Linked DNA regions of Zea mays: all the other regions are linked to region 3. A link is a contact called in public Hi-C and HiChIP or PLAC-seq data. All regions are on one chromosome and are shown on one strand. Each heading gives the region's core, a stretch centred on a gene start, on an enhancer-like site or on the middle of the called end of the contact. The rest is flanking DNA. Distances are from core to core; before and after follow the strand shown.

Evidence for each region. Hi-C and Micro-C count contacts between places; a contact is called where the count stands out from the background. HiChIP or PLAC-seq counts read pairs in DNA pulled down with a chosen protein or histone mark.
Region 1: an H3K4me3 HiChIP or PLAC-seq map of leaf shows a contact between it and region 3, with 6 times the contacts expected there. The contact joins the promoter of LOC100285750 here to the promoter of LOC100384036 in region 3. A contact is called at or near these places in 6 of 25 Hi-C or Micro-C datasets (bundle sheath, ear, endosperm and 2 more) and 2 of 3 datasets of contacts at active chromatin or transcription factors (leaf and seedling).
Region 2: a contact with region 3 is called in a Hi-C map of ear, with 2.1 times the contacts expected there. The contact joins the promoter of LOC109943286 here to the promoter of LOC100384036 in region 3. A contact is called at or near these places in 3 of 25 Hi-C or Micro-C datasets (ear, endosperm and tassel).

The regions. Positions count from the first base shown.
Region 1 is chr4:164,434,397-164,438,831 of Zm-B73-REFERENCE-NAM-5.0, forward strand. LOC100285750 (SRR1-like protein) reads right to left here and starts at 2,704. Exons shown (of 1, transcript NM_001158640.1): 1 at 1,569-2,704. The coding sequence starts at 2,575. The coding sequence ends at 1,733.
Region 2 is chr4:164,526,023-164,530,279 of Zm-B73-REFERENCE-NAM-5.0, forward strand. LOC109943286 (growth-regulating factor 1-like) reads right to left here and starts at 1,697. Exons shown (of 2, transcript XM_020546202.2): 1 at 1,549-1,697. The coding sequence starts at 1,697.
Region 3 is chr4:164,689,636-164,693,883 of Zm-B73-REFERENCE-NAM-5.0, forward strand. It overlaps LOC100384036, which reads left to right and starts at 2,592. Exons shown (of 3, transcript NM_001321738.1): 1 at 2,592-3,334; 2 at 3,489-3,605; 3 at 4,094-4,248. The coding sequence starts at 2,804. The coding sequence ends at 3,566.

The DNA.
Region 1 (4,435 bases), core at 1,454-3,953, 260 kb before region 3:
CCTGAGTGGCCTAATTACTATTGAGAACCTGAACATATCAAGGAGCATAACAAAAGAATAGAAGGCTAGATTTGGGGTTACAATTGGAGGTCTTGAGAGAGCATGCCCTTCTAGACCAGCTATCCAGAGGTCAATCATCCACTGTTGTCCAGCATCACCATCCTCTGCATGAACCATAGCAAGGGCACTAAGTGACTTGCATTTCCGTAGGAGGAGCCTTTATATGCCATGAAAAACTTGAAAGAATTTTATCTCTGCAACTTTGAAATAGATATTTAATAGGATATAAACTGATATTTAATAGGATCTACTAAAAATTCTAAAAACCATGCAGTCATACACCAGGCCGCCAAAAAAATGTAATATACTTTTCCATTAAAAAAACTGGTTCTCATGTCGATGCATAGAAGTTGCTTTATGTACCACAGTTTGGTTTAATTCCTTAAGAAAATAAATAACAGTAGAGAAAAACCAAAATGTATACACTGACCATGCTCCTTAACCATCACTTCCATTTCCCTTGCAACCTCATCATGCCACTTTGTAATGGCCATGTGAAAGCCATAATCCATGGCAGCTTTTACTGCTTTGTGCTTGTAGGACTCCAAGCCTGCAGTCAAGTTGGCATTCACGGAAACGACCGCAGCACGGCCGTGATGGTTTATCAACAGAGACAAACGACAACAGGTTTATCATCTGCGATAAAATTTGTTATGATCACATGATGTCTACAATAGGAAGCATAATTTATTCACAGAGACAAACATAGTGCATGCATGAGATGACTGAAGCTAACAATTTAAATCGACAACATGTACACTCTTATTCTATAGCAGGTGAGATCTAAATTGAAGAGAATACAATACGATTGAAGCATATATTTCATTCATAAAGCAGTATAAGTGAACATAAATCTGTATTCAGGAAACTTCCTATGATAATGATAAAATGGATATATAAGGTATGTGTCCATCCTAGCAATCCGTACCTCCAATCGATAAGAACGGATACATAAAAGTTTGACAAAGTATCTCAGTGTATCCTTTATTGTTGCTACCAATTGACTCAAGGACAGCGACGCCATCAACAACAAATATCATGAAATTGACCTTACGGGTTATGATGTAACAGAGAAATCTGTATTGCGTCCCTAACGGTTTGGTGTTCCCAATCTTATTGCCTTCATCGTTATCCCTGTTTAAAAATGCTCAAAAAATTAATGATTTTAAGTAATATATTGTGTTGTATATCTTCATATGTTACTTCTTTAGCTTAATAATAATAAAGAAGATTGTGAAATTGAAACAGAAAATCGGAAACGACATTCAAGTATAACGATACTCTGAATTTTGCAATGATGACTGGAATTGTCATAAAATTCAAAACATATACAGATCCTGACTAGAAATGCATGCTATGTCCTGTGAATTTCATGGCGATCCTCATTGAGGCCTTAAATGCTCATAAAGCATACAGAATTCAGGACAGTTGTCCTATTGATGCTGGAATTCAATCGTATATCCATGTACAGACGAGAGACAACAAATCGAGCAACAACCAGGTACCTAGTTGGCAACTTGGCATATACACCGTTCTCCTTGGAATTGGTATACAGTATGCATCCCACAGAGAATCCGATAAATAGGATAAACTTAGAATCTTGATCACCATTGCATTCAATCAAGCAACGCATGAAGATATCCAGTTACCATATTACATCTGATCAATGAACTTAGCTCCCTCCTACAGCAATGGTGGCGGACAAGTCGACGTCGTCGCGCAGCTCGAAGAAATGCCAGCTCGTCTCGTTGAACGCGTGGGCGAACCAATCTTCGTCATCCAGATCCCTCGGGTCGCCGAACCGCTCCTCGCGCGCGAACCGCTCTGCAGCGAGGACATGTGGGGCCTTGGCGGCGGGGCCCGAGCGGTTCTCCTCGGCCTGGAGCGCGTACCGCCGGAAGCTGTTGCCGAGCACGCAGACGCGGCGTAGCTGCGCGGGGGAATCCCAGTTAGCGGCGAGGAGAGCATCGTAGAGCGACGCCTCGCAGTGGGGCATGTAGAAGAGCGTGGGCTCCTCAGCGCAACGGCGGCACCCGTCGTCGAGGCTCGGGACGGAGAAGCCGAGCGCCGCGGCGGCCGCGCACTCGACGGCGGAGAGGACGGGGTCGAAGACGTCCGCGGAGGCGGCTTTCGGGAGGAGGTCGCGGCGTAGGAGGGCGGCGAGCGCGAGCTGGAGGCGCGCGGCGGGGGAGGACTCGAAGCTGCCGACGCCGAGGAGGGAGAGGTGGGCCGGGGCGAGGAGACTGAGGCGGCGGCGGAGCGACGAGTCCTGGAGGAGGCTGTGGTAGAGAGGGGAGGCAGCGACGCGGGAGATGGCGGCGTGGGCGCGCGCGACGAGGCGGGAGACGCGGGCGGGGTCGAGAGAGGAATCGGAGGGGGACCAGAGGACTGGGGTCACGGGGAGAGGCGTCGGGGCATCGGGCTGGGAGGTGGAGCGTGGGGCGTTGCCTCGGCGGCGGCCGCGGCGGCGGACTATGGTCCAGTCGCTGGCAGAGGTCGCGGCGGCGGCGGACATGGGTGGGGTTCGGGACTTGAAGCTGGAATCCGGATGCTCTCTACCTCTGCGTGTGATGGAAAAACTCAAAAACCGAAGCGGCGGCCTGCGTGCGTGGAGGGCAGTAGCGGCGCGGGTGCGGGAGGTTGGGGGCTAGGAGGAGGGGCTGCGCGCCTGCGCTATAGGTGTAGACACATCGAAGCACGGAGTATAGCTGTCCAAGCCACCCGGCACAGACCCCCCCGTTCCAAACCCGTTTCGGTCCGGTACAAATAGTGCCGAGCCAGACACGACATGTTGAAGGTTCGAGCCAGGTCGTGACGCCCACGTGTCTAGGAACATGTCTAAACCCGGCACACACAGTTATAAATCGTGCCGGGTCGACTCGTTCGTCCCGTGGGCCTGAACGTACCGGGCCGGCCACTGGCCCGAACCAATAGATAATCACAGAACTAAATACATGTAAATACCAGATTCACAAAGAATTAATACCAGATTCACACAGAATTAACCACAGGATTCACACAGAATGATTCACACAAAATTAATCACAGGATTCACACAGAATTAATCACACAAGAAATAACAGTTGGTTCACAGGATATTACACAGATATGAAATGACTATTAGGAATAGGAGATGTTAGTGCAATGGACGCCTCATTAAAAACCTTCTTAGGTAAAAACTCACACATCGTGAGAAAACCCTAAGAAGGAAAAAAGAGTGCAGCCCAGCTCCTAAGTTTATAAATCATTACAGTCTATTACAGTGTACAGATCATTAGTTCAATACAACTCATAAGACATAAGAATAGTAGGTTGTAAGACTAAGCATTTTCATCATCCCTAGCTAATTGTGTTGCTGGATCATCAAGCCACAGGTTGTCATGCTCAGCTTCAAGTTCTTTTGTGTCTTCCTCCACACTGTGTTGCAGGTGAGCATCAGCAAGTTCCCAATCTTTGATGCAGGATAATATCTCTACCATATCAGGAGCTAGACGACGTCGACGCTCTTCAATTACCCTGTCAGCAAGACTAAAGGTAGACTCTGAGGAAATAGTAAAAGCTGGCACTGTCAAGACATCTTTAGCTAGTAGTACAAGAATAGGATAAGTTAACTTATGCTGATGCCACCAAGAAAGGACATTGAAGTCCTCATCAAACTCAGTGATAGTATCACTGTCCAAGTAAGAAGCTAACTCATAGGTAGATGCAACTAGGCCTGCAAATGGGGTGGGTGTTAATGGGTATTTTAGGTGGGTTTAAGAAATGGTTTTGTTTTGGTGGGTTGTGATGGGTTTTAATTATTAACGGGTTGGGTTGGGTGGGTTTATTTTATGTTGCGGGTCAAAATGGTTGATACCCATGGGTATAGATGGATTTGTATAGGTATGAGTTTCCATGGGTATTCACCAATTAGACTACCACCCTAATCAGTACCATTTTATTTCATGTTTAGAGAAGTCTTTGATTTCTTTAGTCACACACAACACACTATACTATATCATTTTATCAGTACCATTTTATTTGAAAATGTGACCAACTATAAAGTTGCATAACTTTTTGAGATCTACAAATTCAATTTTAATAGTTTCTACATCCGAGGCCGCTTACAAAATTTGAATTTTAAATTTGAAAACTTCACACGAATTTTTCAATGATAAGATAATTTCAAATAAAAAAGTTGACAATTACAAAGTTTCATTACATTTCAAGACCTACAACTTTTATTTTGGTGGTTTTTCCATCCGATGTAATTTGAAAAATTCAAATTTCAAAATTCAAACATAGTTTTGCATGACAAGATGATTTCAAACCAAAACATTGTCAACTACAAAGTTTCATAACTCTTCAATACCTACAACTTTCATGTTGGTGGTTT
Region 2 (4,257 bases), core at 447-2,946, 160 kb before region 3:
GGTACCTAAATTTAGGCCTGCTAATGGCAAAAAAATCTAACCCACTCCCACCCATACCCAAATATAATAACTTTGATATCCATCCCACACCCACCCCAAAATATAAGAAGAAAATTAAACCCAACATATTCAATAATATTATTAACCCCAAATCAACCCGTAATTGGGTGGAAACCCACGAAAACCCCGTGGATTCAGCTTATTGTCTCACATCAAGCCAACTGCATACACATACACTGATACACAGTGACAATTTTATATGTAGTTTCAATGACGTACAAAAAACACATTCCACGACATAAAAAATAGTGACAATAATATTATACACTGATACAAAAACAAGTTTGGTCGATTAACATTTAGGTCTCGAGAAAATAACAAAAAACATCTGTTAAAGATCCTTAATGAACAATTATCTTTTTGGCAAGAAATATAAACTAACAGCAGTGGAAAGAGTCTCTGATCAAGCTCGAAGCTAGCAACAGTGGAAGGGCACATCTACGTAGCATTAGAAGCCCACCGAACGACACATAAATCTCCCTGACAATGAAAAGAAAAGAACCATTTGTGAACGGTCTCAGGCGACAGTGTGTTCGCTTCGTATGGGCACGACCCGTCGGCCTGCTAGCCGTGCCGGTAGCACGCTGGTCCATCTGAGTATATTGTATAATTTAACAAAAAATGTGTAGCTATGGGGACTTGAACACACACCCAGGTATATAAGAGATTTAAACACACCAACTTAGCCAATGCGATTGTAATTTTATTGTGTTATATGTTGAATTATTATACTTAATATATGTAAACTATTATCTTTAAAATAAAAAATGTAACTGTGTCGTGACTGTGCCAGCACTATGGGTCGAGATGACGACCCAGACACGACACTATACTAGCCGGTTCGAGTCGTGCCTGGGCCTAGGCCGTTTGCAGCCCTACCTAAATTTAACAAACCATCAAAATCAACGATTCAGATCGCTAGATAACACACACTCTCTGTAACACCCACTTTGTAAGAAAGGTCTAAAAGAGAAATTATACTACTCTATATGTATATGCATTACTAATGTTTATCATTTCATGTGGACATATTAATTACACAAATATATAATTAACAACAGATACCCAAAAATAATACATGCATCATGCTGGGATTTTGTTTCTGTGTGCATTTTTGTGACAATATAAAGATAAGGTGACAAGAAAAATATTAAAGTCCCAAAGTGGGAATTTAAGAGTTAAAAGGAATTCTAGAAATATGGAGAAAAGGAATAAAAGGTATAAAAATATAAATAACATATATATAATTATATTTCTAAAACTGGTACTTTTTATTTCACAATATAAATTGAGGATAAACTGGCACAAGATTTGAATTTAAATCTGAATTTAAAATGGAATTTGAAAACTAAAAGGGAGAGAAAAGGAAAAGGAAAATATAAAAGGAAAAGGAAAAACGCTGGAATGGGCCTAAAGCTAATGTTTTCGGCCCACTTCATCACCCCTCGCGCACAGTCGGCCCAGAACAACGCCCTCCACCACGCTTACCTCACAGGATCGCTGACAGGAGGGGCCATGCGGTCAGCGCTCCACGGAACAGCGACATGGGTCGAGCTCTCGCTGGCGCGTGGGGCCGCCCTGGCGGAAGCCTTCCTCCCCGCGGACTTCGCGTAACAGAAGCCGAGATTCCTCCGCATGGTGACCTCGTCGCGCCGCGCATTTCGGTTGGGCCGGTGCGACTCCGCCTCAGAGTATTTAGCCCTGAGTCGTTCCGCCGTGCGCCCTAGTCTAATTCCGCGTCCACCTCGTGCGACTCCGTCGCGCAGCTGGTTTCCACCGCCGTCGTAGCCATTGTGAACTCGTCCGAGCCGCCGCCGCCGTCGTAGACTCGCATTCCGGTCACCGGTGTTGCCTCAGTCGATGGTCAGGGAGCTTCGCCTCGATATGTGGGTTGTGTCTGAGGCATCATCGCGCTGTTAGGGGCTCCAACTGCGGGCAATTTCGCGACGGCATAAGTACTGCGCGGCGGATCCGCCTTGTGTCGTGAGTGGTGCTCCTCTGCGCGTCGTCCGTGGTGAGTCTGCCCCCAATCTATTCGCCCTAATCTCCGCTGCGAATAACGTTCTTCGGATTAGAATTTGGGGTGCTGCGCCATGGGTGGCGGGCGCGGTGGGCGGAACGCCGCCGTGCAGTGTCTCTGTGCCGTCGGTCGGTGGGGCGAAGGTAGCAGATAGGTTATTAATCGTCGATGCGTGAATGTGTGGTTCGGATCTGTTGTAGCGTACCGCTCGGATTGGATTGGCGTAGCCGTCCGATCGTGATCCAGCGGCCCCGATTACGTAATGATTCACAACCCCGCCGGTTTAATCTGGTGCGCTCACTTCTAATCCATCGGCTCAGATCCTAGCGTACCTCTTCGGCCGAGAAGTTTTACATAAGAGTCCCTAAGTTTCTTTGGAATAGAACCCGCCGTCCTATTACCCTGTACTCTGTGTCTGCAGAGTCTTACACCGAGCCCCCTAGATTTCTCTGGAATAGGCGCCCAGTCCAGAGCTCATTTAAATATTATAAGTGAATTAGAAATTGAATATTTAATATGAAAATAAGTGCTAAAACTTGTAAAATCAATAGAAAATCCATTTTTAGTCCAAATTACTCCATTCTAGTTCCTAAAATTTTGTAATTTTATTCTCCATCACCTAGAGTCTCTGTTTGGTCATGAAAACAATAAGAAATTTAATTTCCCACTTAATCCTATTTCAACCACATAAAACCTTTAGAAATTCATATCTTAAAATTTATAACTCCAAAAATTATGATTCATGTTCCTAGGATTTTATTTTAATGCGTAGATTATTACTATGTATTTTGTTCACATGTTTGTTGTGATGTTAATATTCTCTATATACTGTGCTTGCTTGTATTGTGGCGAGTAGAAGAACACGTGACTGAGGATCCTGGTGAGCAGCAGGTTGAAGTAGCTGAGCAGGAGCTCATCGAAGGCAAGTTGTGCCCTTGATTCACTTTTGTTACCCAATAATGTTCTTTATAATCATTTACCATGCATAGGTTTAATTTTGATGGGACCCGATAGGTCATCCTAGATTGTTTATCTCATTACCTTGTTTACCCCTGAATCACTTGGGTAGTTTGCTATTGCTTTACATGGTTTTGGGATAATCATTTATTATATCTATGTTCCAATTATTCTTGTTATTCCATGTCAAGTTCATTAATGTTAATTGGAACATAGAGCTTAACTTGAGAAACACGTGCCACCACAAGGGTTTAATGGGACACCCTTGGATGACTAATTAGGAAAGCTAGTGGAAGACTACCTTACCCGAAAGGGGCAAGGGCAGTAGGGGAGTTGCATGCAAGGAGGTTCTCTGGTTGATTTAGCTGCGATGGCGGTCAGACGGGGGATTCTTGCAAGTGCTCTTCCCATAAACTTGCTCTTCCCATAAACTGTAGCGGGTTTTCGGAAGCTAGTGGAACTTTGTAAAGGCCTCGTAGTGTTGCCCTGCCGCGCTTCCTAGGTAGAGGTGTATGGGAGTCGTGACCCCTTGACAGATGGGTAACATGACTTGTGGGTAAAGGGTACAACCTCTGCAGAGTGTAAAACTGGTATACTAGCCGAGCTCACGGTCATGAGCAGCTCAAGACTCTCTGATGTTTAAATTATGGAACTTAAATTCAATTTTGTCATTTGCATTGCATGGGTTTATTATTAATTTTGTTCTATTACTTTACTTATGGTTTGGTATTTACTTACACTTAGTAACTGCTAATAAAATTTTGACCAACTACTTAAAAGCAATGCTCAGCTTTAACCCCTGTCATTGATTTAGCCTTACACATCACATGAACTCACACCTTTGTGAGTTTATGTCCACTGGTTCCCCACAACTTGTTGAGCTATGATCATGTGTGAGCTCACCCTTGCTGTCTCACACCCCCCACAGGAGAAGAGCAGGTGGTTCAGGAGGAGCCACAAGGCGAGGAGTATGATCTGATCTAGGTGGTGTTTCTCAGTTGACATTGGCGCCGACGATCCTTAGTTCGTTTTATCTTTATTATTTTATTTTGTAAAAGTCTTCCGCTATGTAATAAATACTCTGATTATTGTGACATTTATCTCTATACACTATGTTATTATATATGTTGTCTTCTTGGCGCATGTATAAGATGCACCTGGCTTTGTTCCTTAAAGCCGGGTGTGACAGAAGTGGTATCAGAGGAAATGTTGACTGTAGG
Region 3 (4,248 bases), core at 1,342-3,841:
ATTGCCGATGGCGTACGGCTAAAATTCACCGGACTGTCCGGTGTGCACCGGACTGTCCGGTGAGCCAACGGTCGGCCGAGCCAACGGTCGGCCGCGGAATCTGCGCGCGACACGTGGTCTGGCCAACGGTCGGAAGGAGGCACCGGACTGTCCGGTGTGCACCGGACTGTCCGGTGCGCCAGATCTGCAACGGTCGGCAACGGTCGGCTGCGCCTGTTAAGGAAAGAAATCGGGCACCGGACAGTGTCCGGTGTGCACCGGACTGTCCGGTGCGCCCGACGACAGAAGGCAAGGATGGCCTTCCAGATTTGTTCTCAACGGCTCCTAGCTGCCTTGGGGCTATAAAAGGGACCCCTAGGCGCATGGAGGAGAACACCAAGCATTCCTACAACATTCTTAAGCACCAAGACATCGATCTCACGCATTCGTTTCATTGTGATAGCATATAGAGCTCTTGTAGAGTTGTGAACTCTTTGAGTTGTGTTGCGAGCTCTTGTTGCTGCTTGTGTGCGTGTTGTTGCTCTGATCTTTTGAAGTCTTGTGTGCGTTGCTAATTCCCACCCTTGCTCTGTGTTTCTTTGTGAACTTCAATTGTAAGGGCGAGAGGCTCCAAGTTGTGGAGATTCCTCGCAAACGGGATTGAGAAAAAGCAAGCAAAACACCGTGGTATTCAAGTGGGTCTTTGGACCGCTTGAGAGGGGTTGATTGCAACCCTCGTCCGTAGGGACACCACAACGTGGAGTAGGCAAGCGTTGGTCTTGGCCGAACCACGGGATAAACCACTGTGTCATCTCTGTGATTGATCTTTTGTGGTATTGTGTTTTGTTGAGACTTCTCTCTAGCCACTTGGCAATAATTGTGCTAACACTTAACAAGTCTTTGTGGCTATAAGTTTAAGTTTTACAGGATCACCTATTCACCCCCCCCTCTAGGTGCTCTCACTAAGGCGGCACATCGCCTGCCAGTGGAATGGACAGGCACGCCGCCTGCGGAATGGACAGGGCTCATTAAATGCCGAGGCGGCACATCGCTTGTCAGCGGAGTGGACAGGCGGCGCGCCTTATCCGCAATAAATGCGGGGGCCGCGTAACCCAGGGGCCTTACGTCAGGCTTTGCCCGCTGGCTTACATCACGCGCGGTAGGCCATGTGGCAGCATCGGGTCTCCGCCTGGGCGGGGAGCAGAGGCGTATGTGGACAGGTCCGCACCAGACTGGGCCTGGACACGTGTCGGCACCGGACCCCCGCTTGGGTCCTACCCAAGGCCCGTGTACGTTCTATCCTGGGACCTTGGGACCCCCACTGTGGGCGATCCGGATCCCATACGGAGGGGTCCGGATCCCATTCCAGATTTCCAGGGGTCCGACTTGCATACGTGGAGGTACGGGACCAACCTTAGGGGTCCGGACTGTATATCCGGGGGTCCAGGACCATTCTTGAGGGTCCGGACTGTACATCCGGGGGTCCGGCGCTCTCCCATGGGGGTCCAGACTCACTGTTGATGCTTTAGAGTGTGCCACCTTCTTTGGACACATGGCGGCTTCGGACCCGCCAATGTGGTGGGGTCGGGCGCTGCCGTGGACCCAGAATAGCCGCCTGAGATTGGGGCAAGACGCATCTTGGTCCCACACAGCACTTCTGCCACGCGACTAAGGGATAGCCGCGCGGGTTCTGCGTCTTTGTACAGTAGCAGGGGTACCCTAGTTTCAGGGTACCGACAACATATATTTGTAGATCTAGATATTACATCGACGGTACCAAGATGGCGATAATGAAAAACGTTGCGAAGTAGAAAGGTGTACATCTTATTGAGAAATGCAATTATTCTATAAGCTTATTTTCTTATGTGGTTATACTACGTAAAAGGTTGTGTTTTTTTTATATGTGCTATGTGAGGGTGTGAAAAAATTGCCTCAATTTATCCACTAGCTAGTGCAACATGTTCTATAAAAAATAGTTTGCATACGATCTTGTATGGATGTAAAAATAGTTTGCATAAGGGCTTGTTCGGTTAGCTCTCAATCCATGTGGATTGAGTGAGATTGAGGGCTTATTCGGTTAGCTCTCAATCCATGTGGATTGAGTGAGATTGGATGTGTTTCAATCCCAAACAAGTCAATTTTCTTCTTAATTTTTTCCAATCACATCCAATCCATGTGTATTAGGAATAACCGAACAAGGCTTGAGTGGGTTTAAATCCCAAACGAGTCAAACTTTTTCTTAATTTTTTTCAATCCCATCCAATCTATAGGTAACGGGATTAACCGAACGGGACCTAATTATATATACGCGCATGTAGCTTGCTCTTTTTTTTATTGTTTGTCCTATATGCGCGTGGAGAAGTGGTGAGGGCAATCCCTGGCGGTCCAGACCAAAGCGCTGTAACCAATCAGCATCTTTATGTTCTCTTCCATGTTCCTGTTTCCTTCCGGAACATACATGGCTACCTAAAGTTCCGTCCGAGTGTCCAACATGGATGGCCGCGCCGCCGGTCGTGAATTCGTCAATCGCACTTGACATTTCATCAGTCAGTTTCGGCCATCGGCCGTTGCTTGCCACGCCTGCCAGCCGGCAAGTCCACACATGACACAACCCCTCTCGTACGCGTAGCGCGACCGCGAACGCCCTAGGATACGAGCGCATCGATCACGACCAGACAGACCTTCGGCTGCCCTGAAAGAGCCGGTCCACTCCGACGGCCCGCACCACCCTTCTTTAACCCCGCCACCCAGATCCAGCCGCGCCGCACTCCACCACGGCCCCCACAACTCCACCGCTAGCAGCAGCCAACAGACTCCCGTCGGGATGGCCGTGGCGCTCCTCCTCCTGCTGGTGACGCCCGTCGGGCTGCTCGCCGCGCTCGCGCTCCTCACGCGGCCCCGGGCCGCGCGGGTCCCGCTCAAAGGCCGCCACGTCTTCATCACGGGCGGGTCCAGCGGCATCGGGCTCGCCATGGCCACGGCCGCGGCGCGGGAGGGCGCGCGGGTCTCCATCCTGGCCCGCAACCTCGCCCGCCTCGAGGACGCGCGCGCCGCCATCCAGCGCGACTCGGGCAGGGACGACGTCGGCGTCCACGCGGCCGACGTGCGGGACGCCGGCGCCGTCGCGCGCGCGCTCCAGGAGGCCGGCCCCGTCGACGTCCTCGTCTGCAACCACGGCGTGTTCGTGCCGCAGGAGCTCGAGGGGCAGGACGTGGATGAGATCAAGTGGATGGTGGACATCAACCTCATGGGCAGCTTCCACCTCATCAAGGCCGCGCTTCCGGCCATGAAGGCGCGCACCCGCGAGACGCGCCTCCCTGGCTCCATCGCCATCATGTCCTCCCAGGCCGGCCAGGTAGACACCCGGCGTCCGTCGCCTGCCATGCAGCGAAGGTGTTCGATGTAATGCTGCTCGCTGGGGGGGGGGGGGGGGGGGGGGGGGGGATTGATCTTTTTGTTGGTGATGTCTCTGCTGCAGGTTGGTATTTATGGTTACACTGCCTACTCAGCGAGCAAGTTCGCTCTTCGCGGATTGGGTGAGGCGTTGCAGCATGAGGTCATCGCGGACAACATTCATGTCTCGTTGATATTCCCTCCTGACACCGAGACTCCAGGATTGGAAGAGGGTATGTGTTGCTTATGAACTGGCCAACTATATTTTAGTTCATGTCTGCTTTAGTAGCAACTAAACAAGTGAACCATGAATGCTTGAGTTATCCTCTTCGATTTGACAGCCAAGCTTTTCAACTTGGCAAAACTGAAAATATCAGAGCTATCTTCTATACTCACTTCAGCAACTGATCTCAGCAATCAGTAACACTTACACTTGCCTGTAAATCAGTACTCCGTACATTAAAATCCATAGACCAAAACATGCTGCTACCGAATATTTCACATTCCCATTTGTTCCATTCAGTGCATGGCTCATATAGCATGCTCTCATTTGTTTCATTAGTACATGTTTCACAGTACCATTTTCTCAAGCACACCAGCAAACATTGGGGGGAAGAGTAGGAAAAAAAGAATGCCCCTAAGCTTGGCATCCTAATTTCTGAAGACACGGTCTACAAATTTTTGCTACCGAATGCTGAGCATGTGGTTTGCCTAATTTCAGAGCATAAGAGGAGGCCGGAATTGACAAACATCATAGCAGGGTCATCCGGTGGAATGAAGGCCGACGATGTTGCCAAGAAGGCTCTGGACGGCATCAAATCCGCAAAATTCATTGTCCCCTGTAATTTCGAGGGCGCAATGTTAGCCGTAGCCACC